Regions from separate parts of the Rattus norvegicus genome. Here region 2 is linked to region 1. Evidence: chromatin contacts called from public HiChIP or PLAC-seq data. All regions are on one chromosome and are shown on one strand. Each heading gives the region's core, a stretch centred on a gene start, on an enhancer-like site or on the middle of the called end of the contact. The rest is flanking DNA. Distances are from core to core; before and after follow the strand shown.

Region 1 (6,866 bases), core at 184-2,683:
CTCACAGAGACGGATTGAGGCCCAGGACTGCTGGCTTATGAGCAGGCCTGAGCTCCAGAGTCTGTTGATTGTAGAATGACGAAAAGAATTACTCTTGCATCCGCCAGGCTCTGGTTCAAGACTGACCACTACCAAAAGCTGCCAGCTGCTCTTCTAAGATCCAACATGCATCCTTAAGTCAAGCTAATGGCTTCTTGTCCCACCAACTCTATGCCCGTATTTTTTGTGAACCTATGTGGTGGGACCTGGGGACCAAGAGCTGAGCGGAGGCTGTAATCTGCGTGAATGCGGGGGCAGGGTGGTGATGTCATGGCCGAGAGCGAGGCTGCGCGGACACAACTGGCGTCAGTGGGGCCCCTTGGCCGCCCGCGCACGGGCTCCTGCGTCAGTGGCGGGCAGGGGCGGAGGCCCGCAGGGAGGGGACTGCGGAGAAGAGCAAGTACATCTCCAGGTTTCGCGCGCCCTCTGCCTGCTTCGGCGTGCATGCCACCCAGTAACCTCTTCCGTGAGCTGCTCTCCTGGTGCGACCTCTCTCTAGCACGCACCGCGTGCGGCATCATGGAGTAAATTAATTAATTAATTATCTATCTATTTATTCATTTACTTATTTAGCAGCTTCTCAAGATGTAGACCTGGTTGATCACAAACTCACGGAACCCCGCTTGAGTCTTCCTCCGGGGAGTTGGGATTAACAGCGCCTGGCTAATATTTGATTTTTTTAAGATTTATTTATTATATTTATATGAGTACATTGTAGCTGTTTCAGACACACAGGACCTTATTACAGATCCTAGCCACCATGCGGTTGCTGGGAATTGAACTCAGGACCTTTGGAAGAGCAGTCAGTGCTCTTCACCGCTGAGCCATCTCTCTAGCCCTAATATTTGATTTTTTTAAAAATGTATTCGGCTGCGCACTTTTGGAAATAGATTTTTACCTATTTCCAGAATGCGGATTGCAAAAGTGCGTCACCACACCTGACTGGTAATCTACATTTTAATTCTTCTGTCCCAACACGTTACAGGTTTGCTTCTTTTGGGCCTGAATGCGCGCTAAGTGCCTCTCTCCAATGGTTGGGACCTGACATCAAACCGGCATCTTTTCAGCTCAAACGTACTCTCCGGAGGGAAGGTGTCCGTTTGCAGAACACGGTCCTATGGACCCAGGGCACCGTTTGCTGTTAGAAGGCGAAGAAAACTACAGTTCCCAGAATGATTCACGAGGCATAGGAGGGTCCCACTTCTAGGCAGCACTGCAAGGGGTGTGGCTAAGGCAAAGTATACCTCCCAGTATGCTCAGCGCGTTCTGCACCGCGCAGCCTTCGGAGCATCGCAGTGCGCGCGTGCGTTCTTGTGGGAACTGCGCCTCCCAGAAGACACCGCGCGTCGTCCTCCTCGCCCTCCCTGAAGGCCGCCTCGCTATCCCTGTGTGTCTGCTGTCCGCTAAGCTAAAGTCCACTGACGTTTCCGCCACCATGCTGCCCGCCGCATTGCTTCGTCACCCAGGTCTGCGCCGTCTGGTGCTCCAGGCGCGTACGTACGCCCAGGCCGCCGCCTCACCTGCCCCCGCCGCTGGGCCTGGACAGATGTCCTTCACCTTCGCCTCCCCGACGCAGGTACGACTCACAGCCCCCAGAGTCGTCAAGCCCCTGACTTTACCCGTGGGAGAGGGTCACTTGTATTGGGTCTCAGGTTTCACCCCCATGGGGCCGCGTGAACCCCCTCCCCAGGCCTCGCCCCTGGATGGGGTCACCCGGACCCAGGGCTCGACCTCTCTGTGTTCACTGAAACTTCATACCCCACCCCTAAGGGCGTCACCTGGACCTAAGGCTCCACCCTCTGGGGGTTGGATCACCTATACCTGGAAACCAGATTTTACTAATGTACTGGTGTCACCTGGACCACAAGTCCTGCTGTTTTTGGGGTGTCCTAGGCTCCACACCTTGGTCACTCAGGCCCCATCCTTGGGTGTTGTCCCCGAGATTCATATGAACTCCAGGCTCTACTCAAGGCTTGGATGGTGTCATAATGGACCACAGATTAATCCCTTTGGGGTTTACATGGATCAGAGTTTCTGTCCGTGGGGGAGTCCCCAAGATGTTGTCCAAGCAGGAGTCACCAGTACCCAGGCCTGGATCCCTTCTTGGGGATTGCCTGGACCCAGATCTTGAAAGGTCACCTGGGACTGACCCAAGTTCCTTGTCATGTTGGCTTCCCCTGGGCCTAATACCCTTAATTGTACAGACCTTAGCCAGGGTTTTAACAGCTTAATAACCATGCTGTTTGTAAGCCTATGCTGGTTTTACACTTTTGACTCCCTCATAGCAACTTCCTGAGTAGTCATGAGACAACCTTAGGGTTTCCCAGAAACCCTATCCCAGACACCAGATTGGCATGCTTGTACAGCACTGGGTTGCCATATATTTCAGTCACCTCTTTCAGACCCTCTGTTAGACATGGCATCCCATTTCACAGGTGAGTCTAACGGCAAACTGAGTCTAACGGCAGCTCTTGGTAGCTTTTACGTCCCATCAGAATTTCATCCTCCCTGTGCCCACTGTACAGAAGGAAAGACCAGTCTCCATGGCACGGTGGCAATGCCAACTCTGTGTGGTACACTCTCTGCAGGTGTTCTTTGATGGTGCCAATGTCCGGCAAGTGGATGTGCCTACGCTGACTGGAGCCTTTGGCATCCTGGCATCCCATGTCCCCACACTACAGGTCCTACGGCCTGGGCTGGTAGTGGTTCATGCGGAAGATGGCACCACAACTAAGTATTTTGGTGAGTGTGGCCCAGGATGTCTAGAGGTTCGGGTCCTCAAAGGGCAGGGAGAAAGCAAAGGAAATAGGTGTCCATGAAGATGTGGTTGTGTGGGGCACAGAGGGGATCGAACAGCTGCCCTCACCTCCATTGGGAAGGAAGAGATGGGAAAGTGCTGTCGAGGAACTTGCCTTCAGGGTAGGACAGGAGCCAGGCTGAAGGACCCACTTCTCCAGATGAAGGGCTGTGTCTTGTCTTCTCTCCTATCTCACTGTTTAGCAGTACTATCCATGGAGCCCAGAGCCTTGAGAAGCTTTCCAGGCAGGGGATCCAGCCCGCAGCCATCACTGGGGGGGTTCCAGCCCAGGGCTCCATCCCTGAGCCAGGCCCCCCGCATAGTCGGTCTGGTTCTGTCTGGGCAAGTGCCAGAGTAGGCGTGGTGGTAAGGTGGGAAGGGTGTGCACATATGTAGGAAGGACATTGGTTGTGTCCTCTTTATAAGCTGTGCTCTTTATTCCTTTGACGGGGGCAGAACCTGAATTTGCTATGTCCTTAGCTACCCAGGCTGGCCAGTGAGCCACAGACATCCTCCCGCCCTTCTCCCTACCCTTAGAATTACAGCACCTTGGCCTCATGGCTCCCCAGGGTCTCTGATCCTCCTAACTGCACAGCGGATGCTCTCTATAGGCTGCCTCTGGGGCCCTTTAATTTCCCCTTCTTGGTTTTCTTTCTGACTTTAAAGTAGGGTCTCCTGTAGCCCAGGCTGATTTTGAATTCCCGGTCCTCCACCTCCTGGGTGGTGGGGATGACAGGTTTATGTCAGCACAACCACTTTCTGCTTTGCTGGGGATTGAACCCAGGGTCTTCTGCATGCCAGGCAAACACAATGCCTACCTCGCCTGGGAAGAACTCTCTGCTGTTCTGGATGGCTTTGAACTGGTAGCCTGCTCAGCCTCCCCAGGGGCTAGATGACAGGCGTGCACCAGGCCCAGCGATCCCTGCAGGGTCGCCCTGGATAAGTGGCCTGGAGTGGGCATTGGACTGGTGGCTGTGAGTAGACTGGGGAGGCGGAGGACTGGTGACCCTGAGCACTCTTGGGAGGCAGAGGCTGTGCAGTTGTTGCCTGGAGGCTGCTCACACCTTCTCTCCTCCACAGTGAGCAGCGGCTCCGTCACTGTGAATGCGGACTCCTCTGTGCAATTACTAGCTGAAGAAGTCGTGACACTGGACATGCTGGACCTCGGGGTGAGCCATGGCCGGGGAAACTGAGGCTCAGGGCAGGGCGGATTGCTCAGGAGTCCCCTGACACCCGGGAGGCAGCTTGCGGAAGTGTGGTGCTCTGCTGCTGGTCCCGCCTGGTCCTCACACCGGCCCATTCCTCTGCAGGCAGCCCGGGCAAACCTGGAGAAGGCGCAGTCAGAGCTGTCAGGGGCAGCAGATGAGGCAGCACGGGCTGAGATCCAAATCCGGATCGAGGCCAATGAAGCCCTGGTGAAGGCCCTGGAGTAGGCGTACTTTGTCTGTCACCCACAGGGTAACAGAGGCAGGTCCTGGGGGGCTGAAGTCGCCACCAGGGGGCAGCAGTGCTCCGGTTACTGGCTTAAAGCTTCCCTGGTGCTGCCTGCCAGGTCATGGAGGGCTTCCCCAGGCTTCCAGAGTCTGGGATCCCCAGGATGCCTCTGGAGAGCTGGCCTTGATTGCCCCTCAAAGCCACCCGGACAGTCAGCTGGCCCAGCCTATCTGCATTAAATACCAGGAACCAACAGAGTGTTCTGTCTCTAACTGGGTAGCACAAAGTCAAGCCTCTCCTCACCCCCATCTGACTGGGTCCCCAGAGGCACCCTGCGACTCTGGGTAGGATACATAGTGGCTGGCTGTTGTGGGGCTGCCTGCCAGAATGGGTGGGATGGCCAAGGGTTGAGGGCAGGGCATGAAAGAGTGGGTGTGGCTAGAACTGCAGGCCAGGCAAAGTGCCCTGACCACCAACCAGGCCCAACTAGGCCCTCCCTGAGGCCCCCTGCCCCACCTCAGGCTCTGGGAAGAGGCGGGAACCACCTGCTCCCACAGAGGCCCTGCCCTAGGCACACCCAGCCCGTGGGTGGCCCTAGCCTGGCTGGCTACCTTCCCAGGCCCTCCTTAGGCACTTAGGCCCCTAGCTGGCCCTGGGTGGGGTGGTGGGGTGGGGTGACTTGGGAGGGGGTGGCCTTGGCAACCCACCCCTTTGTACAACCATCCCTCCCATCCCCATCCCCACCCCCATGGTGGCCAGGTATGATGCTGGCTTGCCCTCCCGTCCCCCCTGTCAGGAGCCTGTGTGGAATGTGGGGGTGAGGCCTTCCAGGGTGGTGAGTGAGTCTGAGCCTGCCATCACTGGATCATCTGGAACACCTGGACAGTGACCAGCGGGCTGGCTGGGGCCTGGGTGGCCTGTCACACCGCATCAGGACCCTGTGTGGGTGACTCGCTGTGGCCCCGTGTGCCCGATCTAGGCATGAGTGTGCTAGAACCCTTCCGTTCTGACACTTGCAGCCTGGGGGTATTCCAGGCTAGTCACAGGACGGTCATTCTAGGTCCACACCTTGCCCTGCTCAAGTTTAGCAGTGTGTGGGCCCCAGAGGTCACTGAGGTCACCAGACTGAGTGGCCAGGCTGGATAGATGTCAACAGGAGGCCCTCAGAACAGCCCAGGCTGGGCTGTTATACCTTGTAGTGTGAATCCCTCATATCTTCCCACCAAAACACGGAGGGTCTCCTACACGGAAGTGTGAGCCTTGCTGCCTGACCTCAGGACAGCCTGGCTGGGCTGTGTCCTGGGACAGCAGGCAGTAGGGCGGGACTGAGGTCCCGGAGGTTGGGCCTTCCTGGAGGGCACGGCCTAGACAGATCACTGAGTCTTGGGCTTCACACTAAGGACAAAGGACCACAAAGGAAGAAGAGCCAGGAAGCAGGAAGTCTGGGCACCCTGCATTTATTACACCGGCTTTCCGTCTGAATGGTGTCAGCCATCCCTTCCCTGTGGTCGATGGGAGGCCCACCCTGCCTCTGACCTCTGACCTCTGCCCTCCACAGCTTCAGTTTGGACTGCCTGAGCAAACCCCTGCTCGTCCCTTGCTCAAAGTCTGGGCCACCAAGTGTTCTCTGGCCTGTCCATGACCCTTGGAGACTGGGAGTGTCGGGCACGCCTGTGTGCTGGGGGCCCAGCATGCCTGTCCAGAGTGATCAGCCAGAGCAGGAGGGAGACCTAGGAAGGAACTGGCTTGGGAGGGGCACCCAGGGTGGTAGGGGTGCTCAGCCCCGATAAGTGCAGGAGGCTGGATAAGTGGACAGGGGGTGGTAGGATAGGGCAGTGATGGAGGGTCCGGCCACACTCAGTCATCTTCAGGAAGCTGCGGGTGGAGGCCACTCAAGTGACAAAGGACTGACTTCCTGGTCCAGAGGGTGGGTGAGTGTTCACCGTAAAGGCCATCTGTGGTGTGGCCCCACATGTGTGGGGTTGCAGAAGGCTCCTGTAGGAGGCTTTCCTTTGGTTATCTGGTACTCTGTCATTGACACAGAGGAGCCTGGAGATACAGACACGTTCTGCCAAGCCCAATGACCTGAGCTGACTTCTGGGACCCATGAGCCAGAGCGAGAACCAGCTATGCTGTGGTGTAGGGTTAGGGTGCATTAGGGACTGGGCTACTCATAGAGGTCACTCAGGTGACTGGCCTAGGCAAGGCCAGGGATGGTTGAATGGTCACAGAGATGGCCTCTGAGGTCATCGTTAAAGGATGCGGAGGCCAGGCTATCAGGCAGCTGTCAGGGGCACCCCACTGCCTAGCAGGTGACACTGCCCTGTTTTCCTGGACCCAGGCTGCTGACTAAGGAACCCCTTCCCGTTCGGCCCCTCCTCGCACTTCCACACGCGGGCGCCCCCAGGCGGAAGCACCAGGCCAGCAGGAAAGGGGGCGGAGCAGGGAAGCGGGCCAGACTCTCCCCCAATCCCCATCCTAATGTGAGGTGCACCTCAGTACTTGGGAAGGTAGGAGTTACCCAAGCCGGTGGCACCCGCGAGCCACTGCTCTGTGGGTGCCGAGAAGCCCTAGGGCCGGGTGTCCCAGTCCCAAG
Region 2 (7,340 bases), core at 1,063-3,562, 290 kb before region 1:
ATTGATCACTGAATGCTTCAGGTCAGTCTGAGAAGGAATTCTAGGACAATCTGGGTCACAGAGTTGAGAACTTCTCTCAAAACAAACAATCCAGGCTGGAGAGATGGCTCAGTGGTTAAGAGCACTGACTGCTCTTCCAGAGGTCCTGAGTTCAATTCCCAGCAGCCACATGGTGGCTCACAACCATCTGTAATGAGATCTGATATCCTCTTCTGGTGCGTCTGAAGACAGCGACAGTGTACTTATAATAAATAAATAAATAAAATAGATAAATAAATAAATAAATAAATAACAAAACCCCCAAACAATCCTAGCTGGGCACTGCGGCACCCAACTTTGATTCCAGCACTCAGGAGGCAGAGGCGGGTGGAGCTCTGTGAGGCCAGCCTCAAGGCTAGGTCCCTGCAGTAGGGGTTTGAGATGCTGAATTCCGGCCTGTTTCAGCAACCCTGAGGAAAGTTAAAGGGAGTCTGGAGTTCGAGAGGAACCTGCCCCAGAGGCCTGCGGTGCAAAGGTCCCAGGCAGGGTTAGAAAAGAGTCAGGTGGGTTAGAGAACGTTCCCCACTGAGTATTGGAACGTATTCTGAACAGAAAACAGATAAGGAGTTGAAGGTGAGCAAGACCGTTCAAGGGTTCTGAGAATCCAGGCGTGGTGGGGCAGGCCATTAACTCCGGAGGCAGATCTGTGTGTTTAAGGCGGGCATGGTCTACAAAGGAAGTCCAGTATACATGGCCAGGGCCACACGCAGAAACCCTGTTTCCATAAAAAAGGTTCGGGGGGGGGGTCTCTGAAGTAGCTTTCAACAAACTCTGCTAATGCAGACAGACAGACCTGTGCTCGGAGATCAGCAGTCTCCCAACTTCACTGGCAGCCACCCATGCAGGTTGGCTTCTGAGGGTGGGGCCCCTGCTTGGCACCAGCTTCCCAGAGAACAAAAACTGGCAGCCAACCTTGTCCTTAATGGTCCAGCCAGGACCTGATAGGAGTCCCAGAGGGCTCAAATCCTACGCCTTGTTGTGGGTTTTTTTTTTTTTCTAAATCCGCGGGACGGTCCTGATTAGGGATTCTGGGCCTTCAAGCTAGCTGCTCTGTCGGCTGGCTGGGGCCTGAAAGACCTAACTCCCAGCGCGGCCTCCGTGGAAATCGGCAGCCGCCCCTAATCCAGGCTGGAATCCTCTGGCACCAGGCCCGCGTTGGGGCTCCAAGGCTGTTGGGCCACTGGCCAGGTCTGCAAGGAAACCAGCATAGCTGCCAGCCTCTCTTCCCCCCCTCCCGCGCGCCCTGGACTACAGAAAAGGGAGGCCAGGCCGGGTGCTGGGCTCACCTCCCTTGCAAGGCGGAGGAGAAACTTTCCCCCCTCGCCTGGCCTTTTTTGTTTTTTAGCAGATAACCGGGCCGACAAGAATCCGAATGGTTTGCGCCTTTGAGATTCAAGCCCCACCAAAGGATCTCTGTTTTGTAGCATGCACTAGACTTTGGAGAACCTATCTCCATCTGCGACCACCAGGACTGGAAGGCAGAATCCTGGCTCCTGGGGTGAAGGTACAAGAGGGCGACTCCTGGGTTTATTTGTAGGGCATGCAACTGGACACTTTGTAGCCTCCGTTTCCCCAAGTGTAGGCAGAACCAGCCACAATGCGGCTCGTTTCCTTGGTTTCCCAATTTCTGCAACATAGGTGGAGCTTGGCTGCTGTGGGTAGACAAAAGACGGAAAAGGATGATTCACAATCTAGTCGCGACTACGTCTGTGAAGCACGTGGCCTCCATCTCGCTGCGATCTAGTCCAGGAGAAACTCGGCTGAAAGTCCAAGTTTTGGCCACGTGACCGCAAGCAAGCTAGGGCAATACTGGGTTTTCTGCCCGGTTCTAAGATGGCGAAGCACCTGCTTTACCCTCATGTTGGAGGCCAACGGCTTCTATTGCCCGCTTGCAATATGGAGGTGGACTGCCGAAAGCACGCTTCTCTGAATCTGACCCGCCACGTACCCACTCTCAAGATGGCGTCCAACGGGTTGGATAAAGACTTGCTCATTGGCTCAGACGCTATCACGTGCCCCTACTCATTCACGCCCTCCCCCTCCCCCACAGGCCGTTTCCGTCTTCCGTCCTGACTGACGGCCGTACAGTCCAATAGCCGACTAGTGTCTGTCTGAGTTTCACCCTTGGAGTAACATTTTGACCAATAGAAGGCCTTGGCGGGGGCAGGCGGGGTTGACCACGCCCACAGACTGCGGCGGGAGCCAATGAGTATCGCGCGCGGGGGACGTGTGCGGGCGTCTCCGCCATCTTGTGAGTCTATAACTCGGAGCCGTTGGGTCGGTTTCTGCTATTCCTGCGCCTCCGCTCCGTCCCCTGCGGGTCTCCTCTGTGTGCCATGGACGGGTGAGTACTGCCGCACCCCTAGCCCGCCGCTCGCTTTCCGCTGTGCCCCAGCCATCGCTGGCGCCCGCGGGGGCTTTTTACCCCCGCCGACCCATCCAACCGCTGCGACGCGCGCGCGCGGCCTCAATCCGCGTGGCGCGCTCGGAACCCCTGATATCTGAGGCCCGCAAGGAAGCCGGCTGGTTTAGGTTGGCCGCACCCATACTTCGTCTCCCCTCAACCCTCTAGCCCAGCGCACTTCCGGTGCTCGCGCGGCTCATCCGGGGTAGCCCGGAGCCCCTTCCCCGCCCTCAGCGTGCACGCGCGCTTCCCCGGTGAGGCGCGTTCACTTGAGGCGGATTGGCCGCTGTGATCCTTCCCGCCTCCCGTACCCTAATTGGTGCCGGCTCGCCCAGTGCCCAAGAAATGTCCCTTCGCATTCCGCGTGCAACCCCGCGTGCGCGCGCACAGTAGGGCGCGCGTCCCGTAGCGCGTGCGTGCGTGGGCCTGTGCTGAACGCGCACGCCCTTCCCGCCTCGGGGAGGTGTCCGGAGAAAGCCCCCAGAGCCCCCCGACGGAGAAGCTGTGGGATAGAGGGGTTCAGTTGGCTCTCCCGCGTGGGCGCCGGCCTGGCATCCATATCTCCTACATGCTTCCGGGAGATGCCTCTCTACTCGGCAACTTTTTGTAGTTTTCGGTTTGTTTTGGAGACAGGATCTCATTGTAGGCTGGCCTGAATCCACTTCTGTCTGCCTGCGTACTGGTGGGACTTAAAGGCCTGAGTCACCAGGCCCCGACGTTTTTCTTGAAACTTTTAGTTAAGGTTTTTGGATAAGGAATGGCCTTGAATTCTTGAATCTTCCACCCTAACCTCCCTAGTGTTTTGAGTCAGTCACCAGGCCTAGTAAGCTTTCCCTTTTTCTTTTTTAAGACTCAATTCTGAAAAGTAGCTTGGCCTATCTTCAAGCTCAGTACCAATGGCAGTCCCCCTGCCTCAGCCATCTGAGTGCTGAGATGACAGACTGGAGTCTCCAGTTGCTGCCTTTTAGCAACTTACTCAGGATCTTTGAGCGGGGTGTGGTGGTGCACACCTTTAATCCTGGCACAGACAGGCAGTGCTGTGCAGAGAAACATTGTCCCAGAAAGAATCTTTGAAAACAGTAAATCAGGCAGAGGGGTACACAACCCAGCCACCATTCGTGAAAGGATTCACTAGGCAGACAGACCTCTAAGAGTCACTTCATGGCCGGCTTGCTGCTCCTGTAAGCAGGCTAGGTGTTAAGGCAGTGTGCAGTCACGAGGGGCTTGGGTTGATCAGTAACCTGGGGTGTATCCGGGCAGCTCTGTTGGTTTGTAAATGGTAACAAGGCCACTTAGCCTGCCGTCAGCAGCCTGGCCCTGGAGCTCCCAGCCCCCATCAGGAAGCACTGTCTTTGGGTGCTCCTTACCTACATTTCAGGCTCCCAGCGTTGTAGGATACTCAGGAGTTGAGTATTATTGGCCCAGATCACTGGTATGCTTTGTAAAAACTGGACCTCTTAACGCATTGAAAGGCAGGGTCTGGGTCCTGTGTGAAAGGGGGGAGGGTCTCAAAGGACAATAATGGCCCTCTTTCAAGTTGAGACTCAGTGGGTGGCTCACTCCCCCTGCCTCTCCGAGCTGGACTGGCCTTGCAGTGCTCATGTCTCTCTTTCTCTCCACAGCATCGTCCCAGACATAGCAGTCGGTACAAAGGTAGGTGTCTCTAGCTTGGCATTGTACCCAGCCTCCCCTGTAGTCAGAGAAAGGCTTGCTTAGTGCAGTCCAGGGTCTACAAAGATGGTAGGCGGAAGACAGCACAGATCACACAGAACTTCCTGAGTCTTAAGTTTTAGGGGCCTAGGACCCATTTATTTGTGGGTCTGGTGGTTCTGTCTTTCTGCTGGCCTCTTTCTGACTGGTTTTGCCTTGTCCCGCCCTGTGGCCTTCATCTGAGCAGTGAATTCGGGACACATACTTTGGTGTTGCCTCTGGGTTTGGTTTGAAAGGCTGTGGCATGTAAGGTGAAAACTGAGTTGCCACCCATCTGGTGCTGTCTTCTTGTCTGTCGAGTCTTTGCTATTCAAGCAACTCTCAACCCTAGTCTCTTCAGCTCCTTGAATATCTGGGGAGACAGAATAGTCCTACCTCCAGTTCTACTGCTACTGTGGGTGGAGCCGAGAGCTAGACGGGTGCAGGTGTCCTGAGTCTTTTTTGACCAGCAGAGGTGTGTTTGTGTCGGGCTTGGTCTTGCTGTGTTAGGTGGGCTATTTAGACTTGTGTGCTAAGCTGTAGTAGGTGGCAAGTAGTTTGGAGTTTCTCCCCCTCAAAGGCGGCCTGTAGGTTAGGCCCTGAGGGCCACCTCAGCTGCTGCCAGCTGATTTGCTACCAGGCTGCTGTCTGGACTAGTCTCACTCTTTCCTGAGTGGACGCTGTCTCCACCTGCCTGCTGATCTTCCCTCAGATAAGTCTGTGTTCACCACTGAAGGGAGGGAGCCCCACTTAGGCCCAGGCCTGCAGGTGACAGGGTATGTCTGGGCAAAGCTGCTGCTGACCTGGACTGCCTGGTGGCTTCTTGTCTACACAGAACTCATTCCAGCTAGCCACTGAGGGCACACTGGGCAAGTTAGCGGGGAGCTCTGGGTGGATACATGGGCCGGGGCTACTTGCTCTGGGATGGCAAATAGATTGGGCCTATCTCCATGGGAGCATTTGGGAAAGCTGTGCTGACCGGGCCCCCCTGTGTTGTGGTATCACATGCTTTTGTCTGCCTAGCTGCTTGGGGCTGTTGGCCCAGGTGGCTGGAGTTTCCTCTAACTGTCGTGGGCTCCCAGGCCTCTATGGGGAGACTGTTAGGGCTCTGGCAGCCTGCCAGGATCAGAGCTACAGGAAGTACTGCTCCTGTTGCCCTGCCCAGACGGAAGCCACCTCCCACTGAGGTCAGCACAAGGGACCTCATGGGTAAATGGTGGACAGCAGGAAGTAACTTCTGTAGCTTAAGATATGGACATGAGATTCTGAGCATGTCAGGGTCTACCAGGCAGGGCAGGTTCAACCCCCCTTCAGCAGCCCTTGCTCCTGAGACACCCCCCCCTCCCCAAAACTGCTCAGGACTGGGTAGGGAGTTCCATGTTGGTGTAGGTCATGAGAGGCTTAGGTTTAGTTTCCCCTTTCCACCTAGGGTGAATAATGGGAGAGTAGGTGCTGGCTGTGTGGTCTCTAGACCTGTCAGTTCGTAGTGGGTGCCTGTTTCTTAAGTCATCAGGTATTGTGGGGGGGTTAAGGCCAGTGCCCTACAGTGTTGGATGGGCAGTGGGGCATGGGCTCTGTTGGGCTGATTAGTGGATGGGTCTGGTTTTGAGTCTGTGGGTGTTTCGCTCCCCGGTCTGGCTGCCCGGGAGTGGATAGCTAGAGAGCTGTCTCAGGAAGCCTCTGATCTAAGGCGTGCTCTGGGTGGCATGTCCTGCCTCTTTTCTTATCCTGATCCTAAGTCTCCTGTGTTTCCAGGGATTGGCTCAACAAAACGATTGGCTCAACAAAACAATTGAGTAAATTGCTTCAGGGGGGAGGGGTACTTACCATGGGGTCAGTTCCCCAGTGAGCTGCCTCTACCACTGGATGGTACTAGTCCCTTGTCCTTCTGGACGATGACCAGGACACCAGGGCCGGGGCAACAGCAGGGCCTGCTTTGTTTCTTCGGAAGCTGGGAGCAGCTCTGCCAGGAAGGTGCCGCCAGGCCAGCAGCTGTGCACTCTGGACAGATAGCCCGCCAGGAAGGGCCTCCCACATGGCTGTTGGCACAGGGCCGTAGTGAAGTGACAGTGGCTGGTAGTGAACACTAAAGCCACAGGCTTGAGGCATTGTGCAGAGGGTGGGGGCTGTGGTTGGGAATGCAGGGAAGGAGTCAGCCTGGAGCTGATTGATGTCCATGCTTTCTTCCCAGCGGGGATCCGACGAGCTCTTCTCCACGTGTGTCAGCAACGGCCCCTTCATCATGAGCAGCTCGGCCTCAGCAGGTGAGTGAGCGAGTGAGTGAGTGTGTGTTCTGGGTGCCACATCTACATGGCCTTTCCCAAGCAGGGGGTGCCTGTGCCTAGGGAGGGGCAGGGCGAGCTGGGTTGTGGAGTGGAGGACCTGGCTAGAGGCGGGGAAGAGGTTCACATGCAGCCTCCCGAATGCACACCTATCCCTTTTCAGCCAACGGAAATGATAGCAAGAAGTTCAAAGGTGATAACAGGAGCACAGGAGTTCCTTCCAGAGTCATCCATGTCCGAAAGCTACCTAGTGATGTCACTGAGGGCGAGGTCATCTCCCTGGGGCTGCCCTTTGGGAAAGTTACCAACCTCCTTATGCTGAAGGGGAAGAACCAGGCCTTCATTGAAATGAGCACAGAGGAGGCTGCCAACACTATGGTTAACTACTACACATCGGTGGCGCCAGTGCTTCGTGGACAGCCCATCTACATCCAGTTCTCCAACCACAAGGAGCTCAAAACCGACAGCTCGCCCAACCAGGCAGTATGTCTGCAGGGCAGGTGGGTGGGTGGGTGGGTGGGTGGCCAGCCGGGCTCCCTGCCTCAGCCCTGGCTCACAACTCATGGTTCCTCCACAGCGTGCCCAGGCAGCCCTGCAGGCTGTGAACTCCGTACAGTCAGGAAACCTGGCCTTGGCAGCCTCTGCTGCTGCCGTGGATGCAGGAATGGCAATGGCAGGCCAGAGCCCAGTGCTCAGGATCATTGTGGAGAACCTTTTCTACCCAGTGACACTGGACGTGCTGCACCAGGTGGGTTGGGTGCACGCCCCGCACCGGGTGGGTGGGTGGATCCCGCCTGCCCCAGCTAGAGCTCTCACATCCTCCCTTGCAGATCTTCTCGAAGTTTGGCACAGTCCTGAAGATCATCACGTTCACCAAGAACAACCAGTTCCAGGCGCTGCTGCAGTATGCTGACCCTGTGAGCGCC

The links. HiChIP or PLAC-seq counts read pairs in DNA pulled down with a chosen protein or histone mark.
Region 2: a contact with region 1 is called in an H3K27ac HiChIP or PLAC-seq map of oligodendrocytes, with 3 times the contacts expected there. The contact joins the promoter of Ptbp1 here to the promoter of Atp5f1d in region 1. A contact is called at or near these places in 1 of 12 Hi-C or Micro-C datasets (mammary epithelial cells) and 1 of 1 datasets of contacts at active chromatin or transcription factors (oligodendrocytes).

The regions. Positions count from the first base shown.
Region 1 is chr7:10,208,917-10,215,782 of GRCr8, reverse strand. It overlaps Atp5f1d (ATP synthase F1 subunit delta), which reads left to right and starts at 1,433. Exons shown (of 4, transcript NM_139106.2): 1 at 1,433-1,615; 2 at 2,628-2,781; 3 at 3,917-4,005; 4 at 4,147-4,519. The coding sequence starts at 1,475. The coding sequence ends at 4,269. It also overlaps a transcript of Midn not described here.
Region 2 is chr7:10,497,929-10,505,268 of GRCr8, reverse strand. It overlaps Ptbp1 (polypyrimidine tract binding protein 1), which reads left to right and starts at 2,312. Exons shown (of 14, transcript NM_001271057.1): 1 at 2,312-2,383; 2 at 4,066-4,096; 3 at 6,324-6,396; 4 at 6,578-6,897; 5 at 6,992-7,162; 6 at 7,245-7,340. The coding sequence starts at 2,376.